Regions from separate parts of the Mus musculus genome. Here all the other regions are linked to region 2. Evidence: chromatin contacts called from public Hi-C and targeted proximity ligation data. All regions are on one chromosome and are shown on one strand. The core of a region is the stretch at or near the end of the contact, and the rest is flanking DNA. Distances in the headings are between cores, read along the strand shown.

Evidence for each region. Hi-C and Micro-C count contacts between places; a contact is called where the count stands out from the background.
Region 1: a contact with region 2 is called in a Hi-C map of cortical neurons, with 4 times the contacts expected there. A contact is called at or near these places in 3 of 39 promoter capture datasets (the 3T3-L1 cell line and hippocampal neurons) and 1 of 484 Hi-C or Micro-C datasets (cortical neurons).
Region 3: a contact with region 2 is called in a targeted proximity ligation map of memory CD8 T cells, with 6 read pairs. A contact is called at or near these places in 3 of 39 promoter capture datasets (the 3T3-L1 cell line and hippocampal neurons) and 3 of 130 datasets of targeted methods (bone marrow-derived macrophages, large pre-B cells and memory CD8 T cells).

The regions. Positions count from the first base shown.
Region 1 is chr19:31,382,633-31,385,424 of GRCm38.p6, reverse strand. The region is part of intron 2 of Prkg1 (protein kinase, cGMP-dependent, type I); the gene reads left to right. Among named protein-coding and RNA genes, the nearest start is that of 8430431K14Rik, 170 kb to the right of the region's middle.
Region 2 is chr19:31,081,324-31,084,428 of GRCm38.p6, reverse strand. It overlaps Cstf2t (cleavage stimulation factor, 3' pre-RNA subunit 2, tau), which reads right to left and starts at 1,588. Exons shown (of 1, transcript NM_031249.2): 1 at 1-1,588. The coding sequence starts at 1,363. The region is part of intron 3 of Prkg1 (protein kinase, cGMP-dependent, type I); the gene reads left to right.
Region 3 is chr19:31,403,623-31,406,530 of GRCm38.p6, reverse strand. All of the region lies in intron 2 of Prkg1 (protein kinase, cGMP-dependent, type I), which reads left to right. Among named protein-coding and RNA genes, the nearest start is that of 8430431K14Rik, 190 kb to the right of the region's middle.

The DNA of each region.
Region 1 (2,792 bases), core at 110-2,609, 300 kb before region 2:
AGCCATTATTATTAGTTTGCTTCTTTCTGGTACCTCCACCCTTTTTGTAAGATATAAATACTATCAGGTGAATAAATCCATCTTTATTTCTGTATTGGAGTTTGGTTAAACTATTTTTGGGGAGAGTTTTCAGTGAAACTATTCTCTGTTTTTCTTTCTTTCCAGAATAAGAGACCCATGTGCCTATTTCTAAAGTATTAGATACAATAAAGCAGTAATAATATCGAGTAGCAAGAGAAAGAGACAGAGACAGAGAGAGGTTGAGTTCAGGTATTCTGTTTCTTCTCACGTTTTACATGGCACTTTTATATGACATCTCATGTGATCAATTTAAATAAAATATGAACCATAAATATAAATTTGGCTCTCCAGAAGCATCATTAAAAATAACTATTTGGGTAAAGCTAGTTTTAAAGATAGGCACAATCCAGTATATCCAAAATATTATGTCAATGTGTTTTAATATGAAATTATTAGTGATTGTTTTTCAGGAATGTTTCTGTATTAAGTGTTAGACATCTACTCATAGTGTGCCCAAAGTGTTCACCAGTTCAGATGACCCACATTGGTATATTTCTGGCTGCCGTATGGGATGAAAATTTGTAGACTAAAAACCAGCTCATTGGTTTGTCCTTAGGGGTCATTGCTGGTCTGCCCTCTATTTTCTTTTAACTTCTTATATCCTACACCATGACTGCAGCCCTACCTGTTAATTCAGGACTGCAGGATTTTCACCTTCTTTGTGAGTGCTGTAGTCTTTACCTCCATCTAGTCTACCTGTATCTCAAACTATGTCTTTTATGAGTCATAAACTGATTTTATGAGTCATGAACAGTGGATTTTGTTCTGGATTTAACCCCATCTTCATGCTGAATAATCAAGTAATCTTAAGGAAGTAATTTGGTTTCTTTATACTCTATATTATCTCTGAATACAAAACAAGTTTAAAACGATGAAAACATATACAGCGTCATGGTTCTTGTCACATGATGGCTATGATTCTTCTTTCTCCCTGTGGCTTTCTAAGACTCTGTAGTGAGTATCAGGGGCATTGCCACCGGCCAGCAATGCCTTGGGTACTCTCTTCCTTGGTAGCTAAGATCGTTTTAAGTAAACATCTTGTTGTTATGCTGTGATCTCTTGACCGTTTATCTTAGGGCCAGTTTTGCTAACCTTTTTCTATTTCTTAGTTCTTCGTTGCCACTATCACTCTTTTCTTGCCTCCTGCCAAAAGCTATTAGCAAGGCATGCAGCCAATGGTTCCTAGAAGTAAATGATTCTGGTACCAAGTGGAGCTGCATAAGAGCCCTTCCGCCAGAGCTGAGAGCTGACATGTTACTACTGAGAGCTATGCCCAACTCTGGGAGACAGCACAGCAGCTCTGTCCCCTGCTGTAACTGTTTCCTAGGCAACCCATACACACTGCCAGAGAAAGAAATGGATGAAAGAAAAGGCAAAACCTGCTTCCCGTCCAGTTTTTGATACTTTTGAAGTGTTAAAAATACTGAAAATAAACGAATAGCTGAGCACATGTCTTATTATTTCATGTCATGTTTGTTGTGGCCACTTGTCATAGACCTAATAGAATTGTGAGTTATTAGCAATGGTCTGGGGTGAGAGAAACTGGTTATTTCGAGTGTGGTAAAGTTGATAGGTTGTTGAAAAGCACTTTTGCCTGTCATCCTCAGGTTTAATTCTATTTTGAGGCATATTGAGATTTCACAAACAGTATTTGAAAATTCTATGCTATGGCGTGTTATTAATACATAAATAAACCAAGTTCTGACTCTAGTATCTAGAAGCTTTGCTAAGTAACTCTGTCCTGGTGGTCTTTCTACAGATTCTTTGGGGGTTTTCTCTACTTAGAATCAAGTCATATACCAAAAATGAGAATTGTAATTCTATATTTCCATAACGCTGCTATTCTGCATTTACCAATAAGTAGGGCTCTTACTATCATATTTAGTACAATAAAAGTAGTAGAAGGCCTTGACTCCTCTCTCAAAGCACAAGTCTTCCATGTCCACCAATAACTGTACTATTCCTATGTTTCTGTGTAGATATTCTTCTATTCTTGCTTGGTAAATGCTATTCCTAAGGACCAAATCTTTCCCATTATTTTGTGTGTTTATTTCATAGGCTATCCTGGGAGGGGGACAGATATATGAGCACATGTATACACTGCCAAAGGTCAATGTCAGGTGTCTCCCTCCAGTATTTTAAAAGACAGGGTCTCCCAATGAACCTGAAGCTTACTTATCTAACTATATTGACTGGCCAGTGAACCCCCAAGATCCTCCTGCCTTTGCCTCTGCAGCACAGCCCAGCTTTTTAATGTAGAATCTAGAGATTGGACTCATGTCCTCATGCTTGTGACACGAAGCACTTTGTCAATTAAACTGGGAATACGCAATTTTATATTTTAATAGTTTTGACATAAAATCTTTGAAGTCTTACCTACAATTTTCATTTATGGCTTCTGATTATAAATATTGAAAGCCACAAGGAAACATGGTTGTTTTGTTTGTGGCAACCATTAGCTGGAGCCACGTGGCACTTGCTCTCAATTCCAGGTTTACTAAAGAGAATCACACTCTCCAAGTGCCACGTCTGCCTCACTTCCTGCTATTTACACCCTACCTGCTTCATTCATTTATATTTCTATCCTGGCTTCTAGAAAACATGGATTTGCTTCCATCAGCACTGTGGTGGAGACCTTGACCACCACAGGTGGGGAAACTTCTGTAAGCAATGCTCGATAGCAATGCTCACTCATGAAAGTCTGTTATTTG
Region 2 (3,105 bases), core at 339-2,838:
TGGTTTCCATCGCGCAGGTCTCCATCCTTCTCTCCATTCCTCGTGGCTCCAAGACCTCAGTTTCCATGGGCCGAGTCTCCATCCCTCGAGATTCTCTACCTCCTCTACCATCCATAGGTAGACCTCTCTGATCTATCATGGGACCTCTGGGCTCTCCAATTAGCATTCTGGGATCTGCTGCCAATGGTCCTCCTCTCATATCATGTGAGGCAGGGCCACGGTTGTCATGACCATGATGCATTGGAGGACCCTGATGGGGTGGTCCCATATAGCCCCTGGGCTCTACTTCTCCAGTCACTGAGAGCAAAGTCCCTCCACGTGGGTCATTTGGAGCATCTCCCAGTAGTCCTCGAGGAGGTATGCCACCAGAAGGCATGGGTCCACGAGGCATCGGAGGTCTAGGATCTGATATCTGCATCTGTCCTCGCTCCAGGGGCACTGGACCAACCACTGGCATGCCAACTTGTGGCTGCATTGCTCCTCCTGGAGTTAAGGAACCAGGTCCAGGTCCAGGAACTGCAGCTGGTATTGGCCCCGGAGCTGGAATTCCTCCCTGGATAGAGGTCTGCATCAGAGGTGGAATGTCCTTCACAGGTCTTCTTGGCAGATGCTGAGGCTGAGGGGCAGGAGGATTCTGTTGGTTCAACATGACGTTAGGTCCCGGGCAGAGGCCAGGGGCAGGGCCGGGGCCAGGGCCGCCAGGCCCACTAGGCCCAGGCCCACCAGGGCCAGGCCCAGAGACCGGCTGAGATTTGCCTGGGATCAGTGGTGTGACATGTATCTTACGATGCAAAATTTTCAGTGCAATCTCTGGATCCATGATTCTCATCACCACTTGTGCCTGCAGCAAAGCATACGCCAACTGTGGGTTCTGAAGTAGCATGTTTCGAGCTTCCTGGTGACTGTTCTGGACACACAACTTCATCTGCTTCATGAGCTCAAACATCTGCTCTGGGGGCAAGCTGGCGACTGCTCTAGTAATCGATTCTGGAGCATCTTCTGGGTCGATAGGGTCCCCATAGGGGGAGTCAATGATGGGGGCCGCCGGGCCTAAGCTCTTTAACTCCTCCTTGTTCTTTTCGCTGGCGGCATTGTCCACCCGAAGCGCTCTCCCACTAAACTCTCGCCCATTGAGGTTTCGCATGGCACTGAGCGCAGTCTCCTGGTCTTGGTACTCGCAGAAGCCATAACCCTTGGGCTTCCCAGTCTCTCTATCGTAGACGAGACGGAAACTGACAACTGAACCAACCTCTGAGAAAATGTCCTTTAACTGCTCCTCCGTCGCCTCATACGGAATGTTCCCCACGAACACCGAACGCAGCGATCGATCCATGGCTGGGTCTCTGACCGCCAAACTCGACATGATTGCTGCCGAGAGGACAGCGGAGATTGAATTCGTCTAAGGGTCGTCCTCTGGCGAACCACACTTCCGCTCTGTAACGGAAGCAGATAGCAAGCTCCGGACAGAAACCTTTCTGTTAGGAATCTGTAGTTCCGTTAGGCCGCAGACACTGCTTCCTGAGACCGGACTAATTTATCTAACGCCTTCCGCCCCGGGCCGTGAGCTCGGTTGTCCGCGCCTACTTACTGACAACAGGATTCCGTTCCATGGTCCTATTGGTCGAGTTTTCCCGGCGTCCCGCCCCCGCTTCCTGCGGGCACAGGATGCACTACGACTGACCTCATTAAAAATGGCCGATCGGGCTTCCATGGGGTAACCGGCAGCGTCTGTGTTTCCACACACTCGGGGCTGTTTTCATTGCGTTCCACCGGCGGGAAACCGCAAGCCGGAAGCTGATTTAAGGCTTAATGTGTTTTCACAGCTTTCGTTTAGTGTAGGATAATAGAAATATTTAAAATTATATCCAATATTATGAGGTAAAAATATTGTTATTTATCCCTTAAAATAGCTTAACAACATTAAACATAATTATCGCAAAGATAAAATAGCGCTTCTGTCAGCCGCAGCCCCGCCCCCAAGCTATGGCTTGTTCAAACTGTTACCAAGTCCAGGGTCTTCCCTGGTATCTTCTGTGTGCGCAGGTTGTTGTGTGATCATTTCTCTCTCCCCTTACAAATTTTAATTGACATCAATGCTAAAGTGGAATTAACTAAAAAGTATGACTGCAGAGTCTGGATTAATCGACTAAACTTTTATTGTACACATATAAGTAGTTGTGATTTTATTTATTATTTAGAGACAAGGTCTCTATGTAGTCCTATCCTGGAGCGCAGGCTGACCTCCAGCTCCCAGAATCCTCCGCTGGGCTTAAAGGTGTGCACCACCACCGCCCACTTCTCTTGCCAGTTTTGTACTTTAAATACTGCCATTTTATTTTAAATGACCAAACATAATTTTCACTGTTTTAACTTGGAAAAAAATTCAAAAAATATCATGGTTTATATTTTGTTTTGTTCTTGGTTTTGTTTTTGTTTTTTGAGACAGAGTTTGTCTGTGTAGCCCTGGCTGCCCTAGAACTTAGTCTGTAGATGAGGCTGGCGTTGAACTCAAGAGATCCACCTACCTCTGCCTTCCAAGTGCTGGGCTTAAAGGAGTGGGCCACTACACCCAGATATGTGTTATGTTAATGTAGATGGTATATTTTTACATTCAGTTGTCAATTAATTCAATAAATTAAGTTATCAGGTATACTAAAACAAATTTTGTTATTTTAATACAGGGCCCTTCTACAGCCCAGGTTGGCCTGAAAAATTCACTGTGTATGTAGTTTAAGCTGTCTTCAAATTTGCAATCCTCCTGCTTCTCCCAGTGTATGCTGGGATTAGAGGCAAGCACCACAAGCCTTATCTTTACCTGATGGTCAAAGAAAACACAGTAACCAACAAACAAAGCAACACGTGGGGCCTATGAGATACTTAAAGGTTTTAAAACATTAAATAAAACATTCACCATAAATTAGGCATGGCGGCTCATCTTTAATCCTAGCACTTGGGATACTTCCAGGACATCCCGGAGCTCTTTATGTCTAGTTCCAAGCTGGTGATGGCACACTGAGAGACACTCAACACTTTAACACTTGTGTCTGTTAAATACTATCAGCTTAGTCCCTTGTAGAAATGGTGTTTAAGCCGGGCGGTGGTGGC
Region 3 (2,908 bases), core at 106-2,605, 320 kb before region 2:
CCTGAGTCCGGTTATTTTCCTGTGCATTGATGCTTACTGATGGCCCTGGAAGCCATATGCTTTCCTAGGAAGTAAAGTTGTAAGTAGAAAAACTGTCTCTGCTACCAAGAGAACTTAAAGTGTGTGCTCACCCCTGATCTAGTGAGTACCAGTGCCATGCCAACACTGTCTTTCTAAATGAGAGGTGCATTTGAGTGAAGCCAGGCTTGGGTAGATGGTAAGAAGAGAGTGCCTTGTTGATATTAGCACTTGTGTACTGGAGACAGAGCTATGTCCGTTGGTAAAGCCCTACTTTATAAACACAGAGACCTGAGTCCAAGAGAAATACTGGGCATGGTGGTACATGTTTGTCATTCAGATGTTGGCAGGCAGAAACACAGGGCTCTCTGAAGCTTACTGAATGGTCAGTTGACCCTAGTTGGTGAGCTCCAGGATGATCAGAGACTCTGTCTCAAAGAATGTAGGTGATATTGCTGATAATGACACTTGACATTATCATCCAGCCTCCACACATACAAGTACACAGATGGACACGGACTGAAATACACATGAACATACATATACACATGTACACACATTAAATAAAGAGATTAAGTATCCCTTAATAAGGAAGACAGGAGGTGTCAGGCAAAAGTAGACTGTGTGTGGTGTTCTACCTTAACAAAGAGCTGATATTTCAAATCCTTCCATTTTTCAAAGTGTTTCATGCCTTTAGCAAGCCTGCCTTCATGAATGACTTGTTTGACAATAAGATCAGCTAGACAGCACATCCCACAGTAGGGAAAACAAACTGATGCTATTTTTGGTGAATATGTGCTCATTCTTCATTGGCTTTCAAGGTGTCTTCTTTTTTTTTTTTCCTTTGCTTTTGGGTTTTCACTTGAACATGGTTATTCATATCTCCAGATACAAGATGAAAACTTCTCTACCTGGCTACATATGTTCTCCTTGGCACTCTCTCAGGTGTAGCACAAGAAATAGAAACATCCATGGTCTAAATTTAGAATATCTTGATAAAACATACTAGTCAAATGAGGTAGCAAAAGAAAGTCATTTGGAATCAACATTGGAAGTGTAATCAACACATTTTATCAGAATGAACAATGTCATAAACTTTTTACACTAAGTTTACTCAGTGTCTATCACCCTCAGACTCAACTGTCCCATTGCTATCTCCCCTGCTAACAGTGATTCTGTGGAATGGTAAACTCTGCAGCTTACCAAATGTGTATGTTTCCACAATAAAAGTTAACTTTTTAAGAAGTAATTTCCTCTACTCCTTAATATAACCTAATCATAACCTAAACCTCCTGAGGGCCTGGGAACTTTGCTTTTGCTTTCATTTTCAAGAATGACTGCCACCAGCAGAAACATTAACCAAACCGTGGGGAGAATTCCCCCATTATGCCCTGTGCTCTAGTCCTAACTGGCAGGGAAGCCTCAGGAGGTCTCTAAGAACCTGATCTTTGTATCATGGCTTAACCTGCCTCCCAACCTGCAGCCTACTCTGATGTAGCATCAGTACTGCATACTGCTACCTCAGCATGATACATTTGTGACAACACTTGAATGTCCTTATCTGTGGAGGGCTTTTTGAGCTCCCCTGTTCATTTCTTTTTTTCTTCCTTTAAGACATAGCGTCTCAGCTATTAAAGAGGGGAAAAAACCTTACTCATTGTTAGTGGACAGAATCCAGAATTTGAAGGGTGAAAATGAGTCTAATTGGCAACAGTTGACTTGACCCTGTGGTGATAGGATGTTTGTTAGTTTTTACAAAACCAGACCCACTATCCAATATTCAATCTTATATCTAGGTAATCTAGATATAAGATTGATTATATATCACCTCTTATCAATGAAAATTTACTGGCCTCAAGGATAAAATACTCTTCATGAAGTGCTCAAGATATGTGTCTGCTGATCATGACTTTTGCCACTAAATCAGATTCATGTGGACAAAACTACAGATTAAGTTTCTTACATTCAGTGAAATATTATGAGTGAATTTAAGTGTACACTCACCTATCATCAAAGTGAGACTCTCTCTCTCTCTCTCTCTCTCTCTCTCTCTCTCTCTCTCTCTCTTTCTCTCTCTTTCTCCCTCCTTCCCTCCCTCCCTCTCCCAACTCATCTCTAACCTAACTGTAAAAACAGAATATTTGTTATGACATATTCTTTCTCAAGTCCTAAATAAGGGATTTTACATGGAGAAAGTAGGAAACTACTTATTTTGACTTCACATTCTGTGTGTATGTGTGGATTTAAGACGGATACATTCTAAGGACTCTTGGAAATAAGATACACAAAGAACTACTAAATTAGGTAGATAATGTTGGAGTTATAATTCATATCTCCTGCTCTAAATGAGCTTCATTACCAGTGAAATGACAAAGGCAGGATGGTGCCAGATAATTAAAATTAAAACTAAAATTAAAATTAAAAAAGGAACACAAATACCATAGAAATAAGGGGGAAAGATGAGTCTTAGGGTCCTATAATCATAGCCATGAGTCCATTGAGGACACTTCTATGCTGGCTGTGAGCTGAGTTCATGACTTGATTACTTCCAGAAGGTGTTCATTTCATATGTCTAATAGAGGTGCAGGCACAGAAGCTTGGGGGAATGGCCTGAGAGCTCTGCCTTCCCCAGTTGGAAGCAAGTTTGTGATATGAATCAAGGCAGTCAGACTCACTTGACCTCAGACACATCTCACACTCCCAGCAAGAAAGACTGACTTAGTGAGGCAGCCATTAAAGGCACACATATTCAAACTCATTAGCAGAGATAATAAAGGAGTGCTGAATATAGGAAACATGAGGCAAATATGGATGAGTGTTGAGGGTGAGTTTTACCTTGAAAACTTGGCTGAGATGTTAAATATCTCCCCTTCTAATCTATATTCCTCAT